2 separate regions of the Mus musculus genome follow, and region 2 is linked to region 1. A link is a contact called in public Hi-C data. All regions are on one chromosome and are shown on one strand. Each heading gives the region's core, a stretch centred on a gene start, on an enhancer-like site or on the middle of the called end of the contact. The rest is flanking DNA. Distances are from core to core; before and after follow the strand shown. Region 1 overlaps Auts2 (autism susceptibility candidate 2). Region 2 overlaps Auts2 (autism susceptibility candidate 2).

What was found. A called contact is a pair of places that touch in the nucleus more often than the background predicts.
Region 2: a contact with region 1 is called in a Hi-C map of forebrain, with 5 times the contacts expected there. The contact joins two enhancer-like sites. A contact is called at or near these places in 1 of 39 promoter capture datasets (hippocampal neurons), 3 of 484 Hi-C or Micro-C datasets (cerebral cortex, forebrain and nephron progenitors) and 2 of 115 datasets of contacts at active chromatin or transcription factors (embryonic basal ganglia and embryonic forebrain).

What each region holds. Positions count from the first base shown.
Region 1 is chr5:131,791,011-131,797,346 of GRCm38.p6, reverse strand. The region is part of intron 4 of Auts2 (autism susceptibility candidate 2); the gene reads left to right. Among named protein-coding and RNA genes, the nearest start is that of 4930563F08Rik, 86 kb to the left of the region's middle. Within about 2 kb of position 2,561, at least 44 of the 459 cell types and tissues checked have an H3K27ac peak or open chromatin away from gene starts, as enhancers often do. A contact at or near this core is called in forebrain, where this site is marked.
Region 2 is chr5:132,026,950-132,033,285 of GRCm38.p6, reverse strand. It overlaps Auts2 (autism susceptibility candidate 2), which reads left to right. Exons shown (of 20, transcript NM_001363480.1): 4 at 2,261-2,296. Among named protein-coding and RNA genes, the nearest start is that of 4930563F08Rik, 150 kb to the right of the region's middle. Within about 2 kb of position 3,410, at least 24 of the 459 cell types and tissues checked have an H3K27ac peak or open chromatin away from gene starts, as enhancers often do. A contact at or near this core is called in forebrain, where this site is marked.

The DNA of each region.
Region 1 (6,336 bases), core at 1,312-3,811:
TAGTCCTGTTGCTGTCCTCCACCAGCTGTGTAGGGCATGCCCCTGTGAAATTTCAGTTATCTGTGAAGTACAGTGCAGGCCCTCCTTGCTTGCCTGATGCCACAGTCACAAGCATGGGGTGATGTAACATGCATGCAAGTGTCCTATGTCATTCAAAGCAGTGTTCAGATGCATGGGGTAATAGAACAGATTATTAAAATTGGCTTCTCCCATGAGATTCCAAACTAGGCCTTTGTGTGTCCCCAGTTGGGATAACAGAAGCCCATATGGTATTTCAATTGTACAGATTGTCATATGAACTTTGCTAGGGAGACAAAAGAAAGTCTCTTCAGTGTTTCAAATAGGACACTAATGACCAAATAGGACACTAATGACCAAATAGGACACTAATGACAACCAAAGAAACAACTACCCCAAATCTAGCTTGGTGAACCAAACCTGTGAACGTGATTAAGGTTGCTTACAGAAGCACGGGCAATTTAAGATAACTAGCTATACCCCCAAAGGAAAACTAACTCTCTCTCTCTCTCTCTCTCTCTCTCTCTCTCTCTCTCTCTCTCTCTCCCCCTCTCTCAACTGTTAATTGACCCTCAGAAAGAAGTGTCATTCGGTGAGCTCCCCTCACCTATCAAGTCAGGAAAGGATGGGGATATCTTAAGATCCTCTATCCTAGCAAGTATTACCTGTTTAAGTGTCCTCAGACAAGGGTGAGCCTATGGCCCATTTCTTCCAGGAAATTCTGTCTGTAGATTCTCGAGGTCTCATGCAAATAATCACAGCTGCTGCCTCCAGTTCAATGTGGCAACAGCCATCCCTTGCCAAAAATACCATTTCCAACCATAGTGGCTCTGTCAGAAATTGTTGTGCACTCCCATTGCTTAGGACCAGCTAGGGTCTAGCCACCTATAGTGTTTGTCCCTCATGGTGTTTTCTTAGGTGGCTTCTATTTAATGGGTCATCTTATGGATGACTATAAGCCCAAGGTCTCCCTTTTAGCATCTCTTTCTCTCTTCAATATTGGGTTGAGAGATATCTATAATGTGATTCTTATTAAAAGTGGAAGGAGAAGCAAGCATGGAGTGGGAGCCCCAGACCATCATCAAACCTCTTAGGATGTTTGCATGTACCCACAGTCAAACAAAGACGCATTTACACCCACAAGGGAATGAGTGTCCTCTCCCAACCCTGCCCAGGAAATTGGTCCTTGCTGTTCCCAGACCTCTCTGCAGCCTGACTTTGAAATCTACTTTTCCTTAGCATCTAGTACATGTCTCCTAGAAGCCCTTGCCAAGGCTCACTCTTAAGTCCGTCTGCCAACCCCAGTGCCACTACTCAGTTTCTACATGCTGTTGTAGGGTTTGAGTTTGGGTTGCACTGGAGAAGAGAGGGGGTGCATTATCCTTTCTTTACCATGTTTTTTTTTCTCCTGTGCCACACACAGAAGCAGCCTTAGTAGCTGGGGCTGTAGCTCAGTTGGCAAATTGCTTGCCTAACATAGGATTGATCCCTAGCACTGTGTTACCCAGGCATGATGCTGCGAGGCCTATAATCCCAGCACTCTGGAGCTAGAAGCAGGAGAATTAGATGTTCAAGAGCATCTTCAGCTATATAGCAAGTTGAAAGCTTGCCTGTGATACATCACACTCTGTGTTTGTTTTTTAACACGTGAAGAAACCCGAGGTATAGGAACAGAAAAAAAAAAAGCTGTATATGATTACATAACTAGACATTTTTCAACCTGGCTATGTATAATTAAACTTTCGACCTAATGTTTTCATGGCATAACTATGGCTTTGTGCCCAACTTTGGAAATTGCACTAGCTTCAACATTTGGGTTAGTCTTTGTCCCTCATACAGCAAGCATGCCTCCAGGAAACACTAGGGAACAGGGGCTAACGGAATGACTGTGTCTGAGCCTACTTTGAACAGCCAAGAACATCCTCTGTGCTCCTTGGCTCTTTTTCATGGGTCTTGATCATTTATTTGAGTCACTTTCTTCTACCCGTAGACTCGCGGCTCTTAGCAGCAGAAGCCTATCAAGGTCACCTCCCACTCCCTGAGGACAGGTTTCCTGTCATCGGACCCCTTCCTGGTCCCCAGTTACTGGGAGAACATGATGGCAGCCTCTCACCACCCTGTATCCCCATCTCTGACACACATGGTCTCTTTGAGCCTTCAAGATCCATCAGCCCACTAAAGCGAGAGAGTTAAAAGTACCAAGTTGCCGGATGATGGGGAAGTGAGAATGAGCGGGTCTCACACAGGGATGATTTGAAACAAGCCTTGTGGCTTTTTAATAATGTGCCAAAAGCAGTCTCAGTGGTGGGCCAGCAGGGCCCCCAGTCTATCTTCTGTGAAAGGAGAAGCCCAGCAGGCCCCGCCAAATGCAGACGGCCCCTCCACTCTGCTGGAGGAGACAGACTCCGAGATGGCAATCAAGGCTTGATTTGCCAACACATTTCCAATGATTAAAATGTAATTAGCACAACTGAGTGCCTCCTCCCCAGCTAATTTTAATACATGCTGTGACAGGCAGGCAGCCGGCTGTGCCTTTAGCCCAGCAGCAGATGGAGGCAGAGGCAGCGGGAGAGGAAAACCATTTTGCAATGTGACGATTCGCATCACAAAACCATCAGGGCGCTCAGCTCTTAGAAGGCCCTTGATGGCGGCACGTCAAATTGGTGCTGTCATAGCTGACCGTGGCAATGGCAGTCATCCTTCATGCTGTCCCAGAAGCCCAGCTAGGCAATTTCCAGGCGTAACCCTTTAAGATCTAGAAGGGGAAGAGAGAGAGAGAAAGAGAGATGGAGTGCTCTCTCGTTGTCTTGCCGTGACAGGCGTCAGCTCTGCAATGTGCGCTGTGAAACCCACACTCTTGGCAGCTTGCAAACTGTTATTTGCATGCTTCTCTTCCAAAACATGGTGGAGTGTGGTTTAGAAGATTTGGAAATAGCTGTTGCTCCAAATGGGAGCCCGGCACTCCGGCTGCCTTCTGTACTTCTTTCCCAGATCTGGGAAGCAGGTGCCCATACTGCCTAGGGTGGACAGGCAGCCTAGAGGTTTCCTTTTTTTTTTTTTTTTCTTTTCTTTTCTTTTCATTTATTTTTATTTTTTTTTATACCATTAGTCCCATAGCAGGATCAGAACCCTGGGGCCTCTCATCAAGACCATCTGCTTCTCTCTCATCTTGAAAGGCATGTTGTGCACACTGCAGAGTCCAGAGGCTCATATGGCCCTGTTCCTAGTAGAAGCGTCTGGGTTCTCCCTCAGCCTGTTGGGCTGTCACTCTCTTTCCAAGATGCTTCCTGGAGGCAGAGACCACTGGGCCATCCTGGGCTGGGATGCACTGTAGAACTTCGGGGTGTATTTTAGTTCTGTAAGTGCTAACATCTCACCCAGATGGGCAACTTACACAATACCACATAGAACAAAGAGACAGGGCTCACTGATAACAGGTATTAGACATTTGCTTGTGGCTGTATACCAGGTTTAAGGACTTAATGAAATGATGCATTTTGTCATTTAAATGCACACACATATAGAGGCTACATGTCCTCATCCCCACTCGTTAGATGAGAGACACTGAGACTTGGTAAGATTATGTAACTTTCCCAAGCTCTGTGTTAAGTGTTAGAACTTAGATCCAGGCTGGGGATATGGCATAGTTGGTAGTATGGTATACTTGCCTGGTATTGTAGGCCCTGGATTCAACCCCCAGGAATGATGGTGGAAGTCTGTAATCCCAGCACTTGGGAGGTTGAGGCAGAAGGATCAGGAGTGAAAGATCATCCTCAGCTGTATGGCCAGTTCAAGGCCAACCTGTATGGAACTCTGTCTCAGAACACCAACCATGGTAATAACAACAACTTAAGTCTGCACGGACAGTAAAATACATTGTGGCCTAAACAGACGGGAGAAATGTCCTGCAAAGACAGCGATGCTATTCTTAGAGCCCTTTGGAGATCAGTGTCCAGTGGGACCCCAGGGTGGCAATTATATGTCACTGTGTGTATCTGTTTTTCCTTTCACTGGAAAAAAAGTCATCATTAAAGAAGATTTCAGAAGGGGGCTTGAGAGATGACTCAGTCAGTAAAAGGTTGACCATGTAGGCATTAGAACCCGGGTTTCATCCCCAGAAAGCATGGAGGGAAAAACAGTCATGGTGGCGTGGACACACAATGGAGACAGGCAATCCATGAGTCTCACTGTCTAGCCAACCTGAACACCAGGCCAATGAAATACCCCATCTCATAGGATAAGATAGACAGTGGATGCAGAACAACAGTATTCAGGACTGACCTACACACACGCACACACAAAAGCTTCAGAGAATTTATAAGTATAGCTTAAAAGAGTCCACATCCTTTATCACTTAGAAGTAAATGGTGTGACTGTTTCGTGCATCTCTTTCTAGGCTTTTTTCCTCTGTGTGTTTGCCAATCTTAAAGTAACCCAGTGTATCTAATTGTATGCCTCTTGTTCCTTTCATTGCAGAGGGACGATGACAATAGCATTTTTCATGGCTCCTCTTAGCTCGCCCTCAGAGGCAGATACCGTCACTCTATTTCATTGCTCTAAAAAGAGAACTTGAGGGCTTAGCAGGTAAAGTTACTTGCTACCAAACCCGACAATCCTAAGTTGATTCCCAGGACCCACGTGCTAGTAGAAAACCTACTCACACAAGCTGTCCTCCAATCTCCACAAGAGCAGTGTGGGCGGCACATGTGCACACATGCAAGTGTGCACACACACAAAAAGATTTTTAAAATGTAATTTTTTTTTTTAATAAAAGAACTTGAATGTTCAACTCCCTTCTGGGATTTTTGATGTAACCACAACTAACCATGAACATAGTCATGTTTCCATTTCAGTGAAATAGCTCATGGCATCATAGCATGTTTGGTTTTTGTTGGTGTGAGAGAGAGAGAGACAGAGACAGAGACAGAGAGAGACAGGGAGACAGAGAGAGAGAGAGAGAGAAGGTTGTGTGTTCATTTGCATCTACAGCTGAATATAGCAGAAGATGTCTGAGGACAACTAAGCTTTGATGCAGGGTCTTTTTGTGCCTTTGTATACACCAGAATGTTGGCTCAGGAGCTTCAGGGGATTCTGTCTCTGCATCCTATCCCTATCTAATCATAGTAGCCATAAGATTACAAATACACAACAGCACAGCCAGCTTTACATAGTGGAATGGTTGTATTTTATTGTCAATCTAACATAATGTAGAGTCCCCTGGGAAGAGGCAACTTCAACTGAGGAGTTACCCAGATCAAATCGACCTGTGGCCATGCCTTCCAGAGATTGTTTTTATTGGTGATTGATATGGGAGTGTTCATCCCACGGTGGTGGCCACCTCCTTAGACTGATGGGTCTTGTCTATACAAGAACATTAGCTGTGTGTGAGCCAGGGCGTGAGCCAGTGAGCAGCATTCCTCCATGGCTTCTGCATCCAATTCTTGCTTATTTGAGTCCCTGCTTGACCTCCCTCAGTTGTGGACTTGGCATGGAGGGATGAGCCAAATACAAGCCTCCTCCCAGTTGATTCTGCTCACGTTTACAAAAAGTCAAGTGGAACAGTTAGGTTCTAGAGATTTGAGCCCAAGTCCTGACACTTATACTGCAAGCCTTTTACCTACCAAGCCATGTCTCTGTGGATTTTAATGGGCACAAAACTGTTGTGTTAACCTGATCCCTAGGTGGAGACATTTAGGTTCATGAAGTCTGTGTGTTATTGCAGAGACTTAGAATTGCTTAGGTTCCAATGCCATGACTCCAAGTCCCCATTAACAGAACTCTGAGCAAGTTCCTTTGTGACTTTAAGGGTGACTTTTAGGCGTAAAAAGGAGGAGGAAGAAGAAGAGGAGGAGGAAGCTAAAAACATTAGCTTGAAGGCTGGAGCATGTTGTAAAGTGGACTGATGGAATATATATAAACTATATCTTAGAATATTTCTTGGCCTTTAGTGTATGCTGACAGTAGTCATAGAACTAATATACTACTGGTTTGTTTTCTAGCATTATAATGTAATTTTAAGTCAACTTCTTACATGCTTATTTTCTTTTAAAGTTTAAATACACACACATACGCATATATATGTGTGTGTGTATATATATATATATATGCACTTATGCATATATGTTCATGGATGTGTTGCTATATGTATGTACATTCATGTGAAAACCTGAGGATATCATTCCTTGGGCAGTGTTTACCTTGTTCCATGAGATAGTCTATCATTGAACCTGGAGCTTTACTGGCTGACTAATGCGTCCCACATTCCAAGTACATAACGACCATACCTGGCCATTACACGTGGGTGGAGAGGATCAGACT
Region 2 (6,336 bases), core at 2,161-4,660, 240 kb before region 1:
AACTCCGGTCCACAGAGCTATTGAGCCGTTTAGCGAGGTTTATTAAACATGTCACATACCCAACATAACTTACATCGTGCTTTATCCCTCTGAGCTTGTAGGAAACAGCAAGATGAGGAATTTTTTTTTTCTGTAGGAATGCTGTGAAGGGTGGTATTTTTGTTTGATGTGGAGATGGTCAGAAAGTTGTCTACTTTTCTCCTAGGTTTGAATGTGAAATGTCCCCCTTAGGCCCAGTGTTTGAACCATTGGTGTAAGTCTAGCAGTGCAGTTGTAGGCAATTGTGGAACCTTTAGAAGGTAGAGCCTTGCTGTTTGATAGGTTCCCTGTACTTCCTGTTTGATACCAATTACTGACTGCTCACACAGCGTGATTAGGACCTTCTGACATGCCATCCTCACTATGACAAACTTTATCCTCAAGCAGAGATCCAAAATAAGTCCTCCCTTCTTTAAGTTGATTTTCTTCAGGTGGCTGGTCACAATGATAAGAAGAGTAACACCTCAATTTACAGTCAGCAGAAATCATACCTGTTGTGGTTACGAAGATGTGAAATTCTCCTTAGCCTCTCCTCCCTCATACGATCCATGTATTTAGACATCACTTCAACCTGCATTTCTGCAGTGCATCTTGAGCGAAAGACATGATGAATAGGCACATGTTCCCCTCCTGCCTTTTGTCTAAAGAATAGCAGGTTGGCTATGTAAGTGGATGAGCTGATGTTAATAACTGTTGAATTAGGGTGGCAATCAGGCTTTTCTATGAAGATGTGGTCAGCCCTAATACAAAGCTGCTGAGCTAGAATTTAAAGACTGACTCTGCATCAGGTTATTTTCATTTCCAGCTTGTTCAGTGCCTTCCCCCCCACCCCCCACCCCCACCCCACCCCCCCCCCCCCCGCTCACAAAGAGGACGACAAAACGTTAAACAATTTCTTAGGACAAGTTTTAGAGAAAGCCTATAAACAAAACTGATCCAGGGCTAGGGCTGCAGCTTCATTGGTGGAATGTTTGCCCAGCATGTCTGAGGTGCTAGCAATGTTCAAACCAGGTGCTGTGGTACACTTCTGGTTTCCCAACACTCGGGAGAGGGATCCAAGAGGATCAAGGGAGTCTGAGGCTAGCCTAGACTACAGAGACCTTGTCCATAAACTAGGTAGAGTGTTGGGCAAATACTTTAGTTGGTTGAGTGGTTCCTAGCATTCAGAAAGCCCTTTATTCGATCACTACATAAAGGAGTGCAGTGGTGCATACCTCTGGAATTGGGGGAAAACAGATTTCATGAGAACCTGACTCAAATTGAGGGGGGGCGGTACTGGAGAGATGGGTGAGTTCTTACTCTTCCCCCAAGTTTGGTTCCCAGCATTTCCTCAGCACAATTGCCTTGAACCCACGTTCTAGAGGATCCATTACCCTGTGGCCTCCCTAGGGCACCTGTACACACATAGTACACATAAACTAACGTAGGCATGCATACATACATACATACATACATACATAGTAATAGAAAGATATACAGATGAATTTTGTATTCATACTTTGGCTTTTTTTCCCTCAGTACTTGATACCCTGAGTTCAGTTCAGAATTATTGATTTTCAGTTGGTTCACTGTGTGAGCGCTATGGCAGTCTGAATTGATATTATTGAGAGAAAAACTGCTTCCCTCCACCCACGGATTCTTTGCATTTTAGTCAACTAATTATGTTTACAAAATGTCTAATTTTTGCACAGTGCCAAGTGTGTGCTAAACCAAAGCCTTTGGGGAATAAACTAGCAAGTAGGTCATATACCAAAAAGTCATCCAAACCCATTGGGCTTTTTATTTTCAAGTCAGTCTGGGCTTTTTTTTCCTCTTGCCTGCCTCTCTGCGGCCACAAAACCAAATAGCTTGAGACCCGGGCCTTGAATGTCAGGAAATCGGGGAGGCAGGCTGCCACGTGCCTGTTTAGTCTCAGTGCAGGGCGAAATGCCATCATTAATTCATTACCCAGCTGCCTGTCAAATAAATTGGCAATTACGTCCACCGCAGAAGCTCAGAATCTAGTAAATAGCACGTTAGCATCTCTGAGTCGCTGAGAGATATAAAGGGAAAAATCAAGCAATACTGTGTGTGTATCAGCAGCAGACGACAAGGGGTCTCGGACTCGGGCATGTGATGTGTGATGAAAAACTCACAAAGGGTTGGTAATGAGCTGTGTGGATGGGAACATGCTAAAAATGGCCACTGACTTTTGTGCTCTGTCTCTGTGCTTCCTTTACAGAGTTCAGCTCCTTCCAGCTTGGGGACAGGCTACTTCGTAAGTCCATCTCCACTTCCACCTGCGCGCCTCCTCTTGCCATCAGTTCGCTCGTATAACAAACCCTCATTACAGTGTGAAAAAATGACACCCGAGGAATCCCTCTTGCCCCTAACGAGCTCACTGATTTCTGCCCTGTCGTTGAGGATTGTCTTATTTCTAAAGGGTTTAACCTGTTGGGCCTTAAGGATCAGGAGGCATCTGCCTCGGTGGGGAACTTAGCACGTTTAGGAGATAGGGGGGACACATGATTGCCCTTGCCAGCCCAATTCCATAATTGCTGGAAGTCAGATTACATATGGAATTATTTGATTTCTTCTAAGTACTCAAAAGAGCTTCAGTGTGCACAGTGACTTGCTTTTCTGTTTCTGTTATTTCACTGTGAGGGGAGATGGCATTCCAGTAGTGTTTTCCTTGTACTTGGTTGGTAGCTGTATCTGGCTTTTAAGCCAGCAATCACCACACTCCACAGTTTGGCAAATACAGATGCATTATATGTGTTCTGGTCCTTACACTTTGTTCTTAGGGGAGGGGAGGGGATGGACGAAATATACCTCTGGGATTATTACACTATCTTTCATTCAAGGACAGAGAGATGGTTGCTTCATTGCATTTTTTATAACAAAATTATCCTTTGTGGGTTTAGTATTCCTTCTCATGGTATAAATGAGGAAGAATTACAAACCACAACTATTTACACAAGATGGCATAGCACTGTGTATTTTAGTACTTACAGGCACTTGATTGTGTTCTGAAGTAACGCTTGATACTATAATACGCAAGATAGAACACATGCTACCAACCATAGCCAATAAACACCCATTCAGTTCAGCTGCTCTTAACGTTGTCCTCTTAACATGGCCAATCAGTCTTCTTGTGACTCGTTTCTCTGACTGCATTTCTGGTTGAATTATGAAAATCAGCATCGTTTCAGTGAATATCAAGTCTTTCCTAAATTTGGCCCAAAAGGCACCCTCACCTGGTCCCACTAACTTCGTCTTGAACTATAATCCAAGGAGAATGCTAAGGATTCCTCTGGCCCTGCATCATACAGTTAGCACACTGATGGTGGTTCTGCGCAGCGGGCCTGAATATTCATGCTTACAGAAGAAGCAGGATACGCTCCGTGTCTTGCTTTAGCAGTTGAAAGAACAGACGTCGTCCCATCTGCCATCTCTTCACACCAGGCTGGGTGTGGGTTGCGATGCTGGAAGTAAGATCTGCAGGCTGCGGTGCCTGCCCTCCATGCTCTCTATCCTCACCCCACCTCCCTTTCAGAAATAGAGCCGAAGCCACCACCTTCACCACGTTCAGTTACAGCCTGAACATTCTACTGTCATTTATGTTGTCAGTGTGATCACCCTGAAAGAAGGGTGTCACTTCAGGAATCAGAATCCACATTTTGTTTTGCTTTTTACCTCCTTAGTTCTTGGAATGCTTTTATTACTTAATGACATATTTGATAACTAGCGAATCCTTGATTAGGATTTGGAAGGGTTTTTTGTTTTTGGGTTTTTTTTTTTGTTTTTTGTTTTTTGTTTTTTTGTTTGTTTGTTTTTTTGTGCTGGGTCAACTTTGCTTCGCTTATAAAACTTACTCATTTTGTAAAAGTTGCCTTGGTAAAATCAACTTACTTTGCTTATCTCAAGAGCTGTCGTGTTATTAGCGTACATGGAGAAGATGAGTACCAGATGTCTGTCCCGCTCTCAGCTATGATAAAAATGCCCCTCTGCGGAATGTGTTTCCAATCCCACATTGTTCCGTTATCACCCTGCAAAATCCTTAGTGGAGTTGCCAAGCCCTCATCAAAGCCGGGCTCTGTTTCCAGTGTCAGTCCAACGGCATCACGTGTAGTACTCGATTTCAGGGACTGACTTCCACGTTGGCGAGTCTCTTGCTTTTAAATGGAAGTAATGTATTTACAGTTTCTGTGATTGGCCCCTCTTCCCCAACTTGAGATACAGTGTTTATGTTGTGCTCATGGTCCTTTTATGAGAACGGCTTCACTAAGTTTGTAATGAAGGTGAGTCACTATCAGGTTGAGTCCCATACTGTTTTTTTTTTGTTTGTTTGTTTGTTTTCTCATTAATTGCCTTTGACAACTCTTTGAAATGTGGAAATCACCACAGATGAGCTAATCCTTATCATTAAATCATGGACTGTTGAATTTGAAAAGACTAAGTTTCCCTACCTTTAGCTGAACAAGGAAGAACTGTTTTGTTTTGTTTTGTTTTGTTTTGTTTCGTTTTTAAACACTGTCCCTTGCTTCAGTATCCCTCCTCCCTCCAGAACCTTCTGTTTGCTCCCCTGTCCTATAGTGGAGATTTTAGTAAACTAAGGTGAAAACCCAGAAGTTGTCCTTGTTCATGAAACTGATACTGTAGTCCATGCATCACGGAGTCTGTATTTGCATGCAGGTGAGGTATGTGTTGTTACCTGCAGTTGCCCATTCTTGGGCTAATCCAAGAGTGCTTGCATTTGCCTCTCAGTTCTTCAGCTGTATCTGTCTCACTTTGCTGAAGGGCTTTGAAGAAACCTTTGTTTTTGATCCGGTGATATTTGTTTATGTCTTCCTGGTTTTGTGTTCCAAAGATGTCTGCTTAGGTCTGTCAGTTTTCCAATCTATGCAGAAGATTTGAGAGATGGGAACAGCAGTGAAGAGCACTATTTACATAAGCAGATTGCAAAGGATTCTCAAAGTAGGCAAAATAGAGAAGGATTGGAACAAACTTTGCACGTTTGGGGGAGGCTTTGAATACCATGAGTATTACACACACATACTCTCTCTCTCTCTCTCTCTCTCTCTCTCTCACACACACACACACACACACACACACACACACTCCCTCCCTCTCTCTCTCTCTCTCTCTCTCTCTCTCTCTCTCTCATTGCATACGCATACCCTGCTCAGCTCATATTCTAAATATAAATGAAATTATAGGCAACTTGGAATCAATTTGCTGGGTTTTTCTTTCCCTTTTGGCAAGCGTACTGAAACTTGTTGGAGTGTGTATAAGGTTTTCTTTTTTGTTTTTTAAACGTCAGCTCACTGAATACATTTTCTGTTTTGATTTAAACAGTTCTGGATCTCTTTCCTTCTGAGACATGCAGTCAAAATTTCACTCTGAAATATGTGTGATGAAGTCCGAAGCGGCAGAATGATTCATGTGACTAGCCGTGTGACCTTGGGCAGGGTGTTTGATATTTCTGTTTCTACTTCACCACCCGCCAAATAGAGTTGTGAATATTCAACCAAATGACATAATTAATGTGCACAGAGTAGAACTGTTAATAGTAAGCAATAAAATGTACCTTTGAGGTTTTTTTCTAAATTCATTCTTCTTGTTTTTAATTATGTGAATGTGTGTGCCTTGGTGGGTTAATATGTATACAGCAGTATCAGTGCCTATACAGCCCAGAAGAGGGAGTCAGATTCCTGGAGCTGGAGTTACAGATGTTGTAAATTCCTGTTGTAGGTGCTAAGAACTGAGCTCGCATCCACTGTGCACACAGTATTCATAAGGTGTAACTACAGAGTTCTCTCTCCATCCTCTTAAGTATATCTGTTTCTCTGTCTTCACACAGCGAATGAGGACATAAACTTGGTATCAGGTGACTGAGCAGTGTTGTGACTGAGGGCACCACTAACAAATTGAACCAAATAAAAATAGAGTTTTGCCCTTTGCACCCAGAGTATAGAAACATTTTATGTCCCTTTCCATGGCTTTCAAGAGGGCCTTGACTCTGTCCGATTGGATGTGTATCACTGTGTATGGCCATTAGACACAGGTGCTTTCATCTTTCACCCTGGTGATGTCATTGTTGGAATGATCTCTTCTCTGGGCTGCCCATGCATGACAGTTGTTCCCTTTAATCTGTTAATGGTTCTTACCTGTTTACTCCCTCCAGGGTTTTAAAGCAGGTCAAGACCTCTTAACATGTCTGAGGTTTGGGCTGGCAGTTACGGAAGAAGTGTTCAGTGATTCGGGTTTTAAGACATTGATTATAAGTTGCAGGCATTCCTCTGTGATGCCAACAGC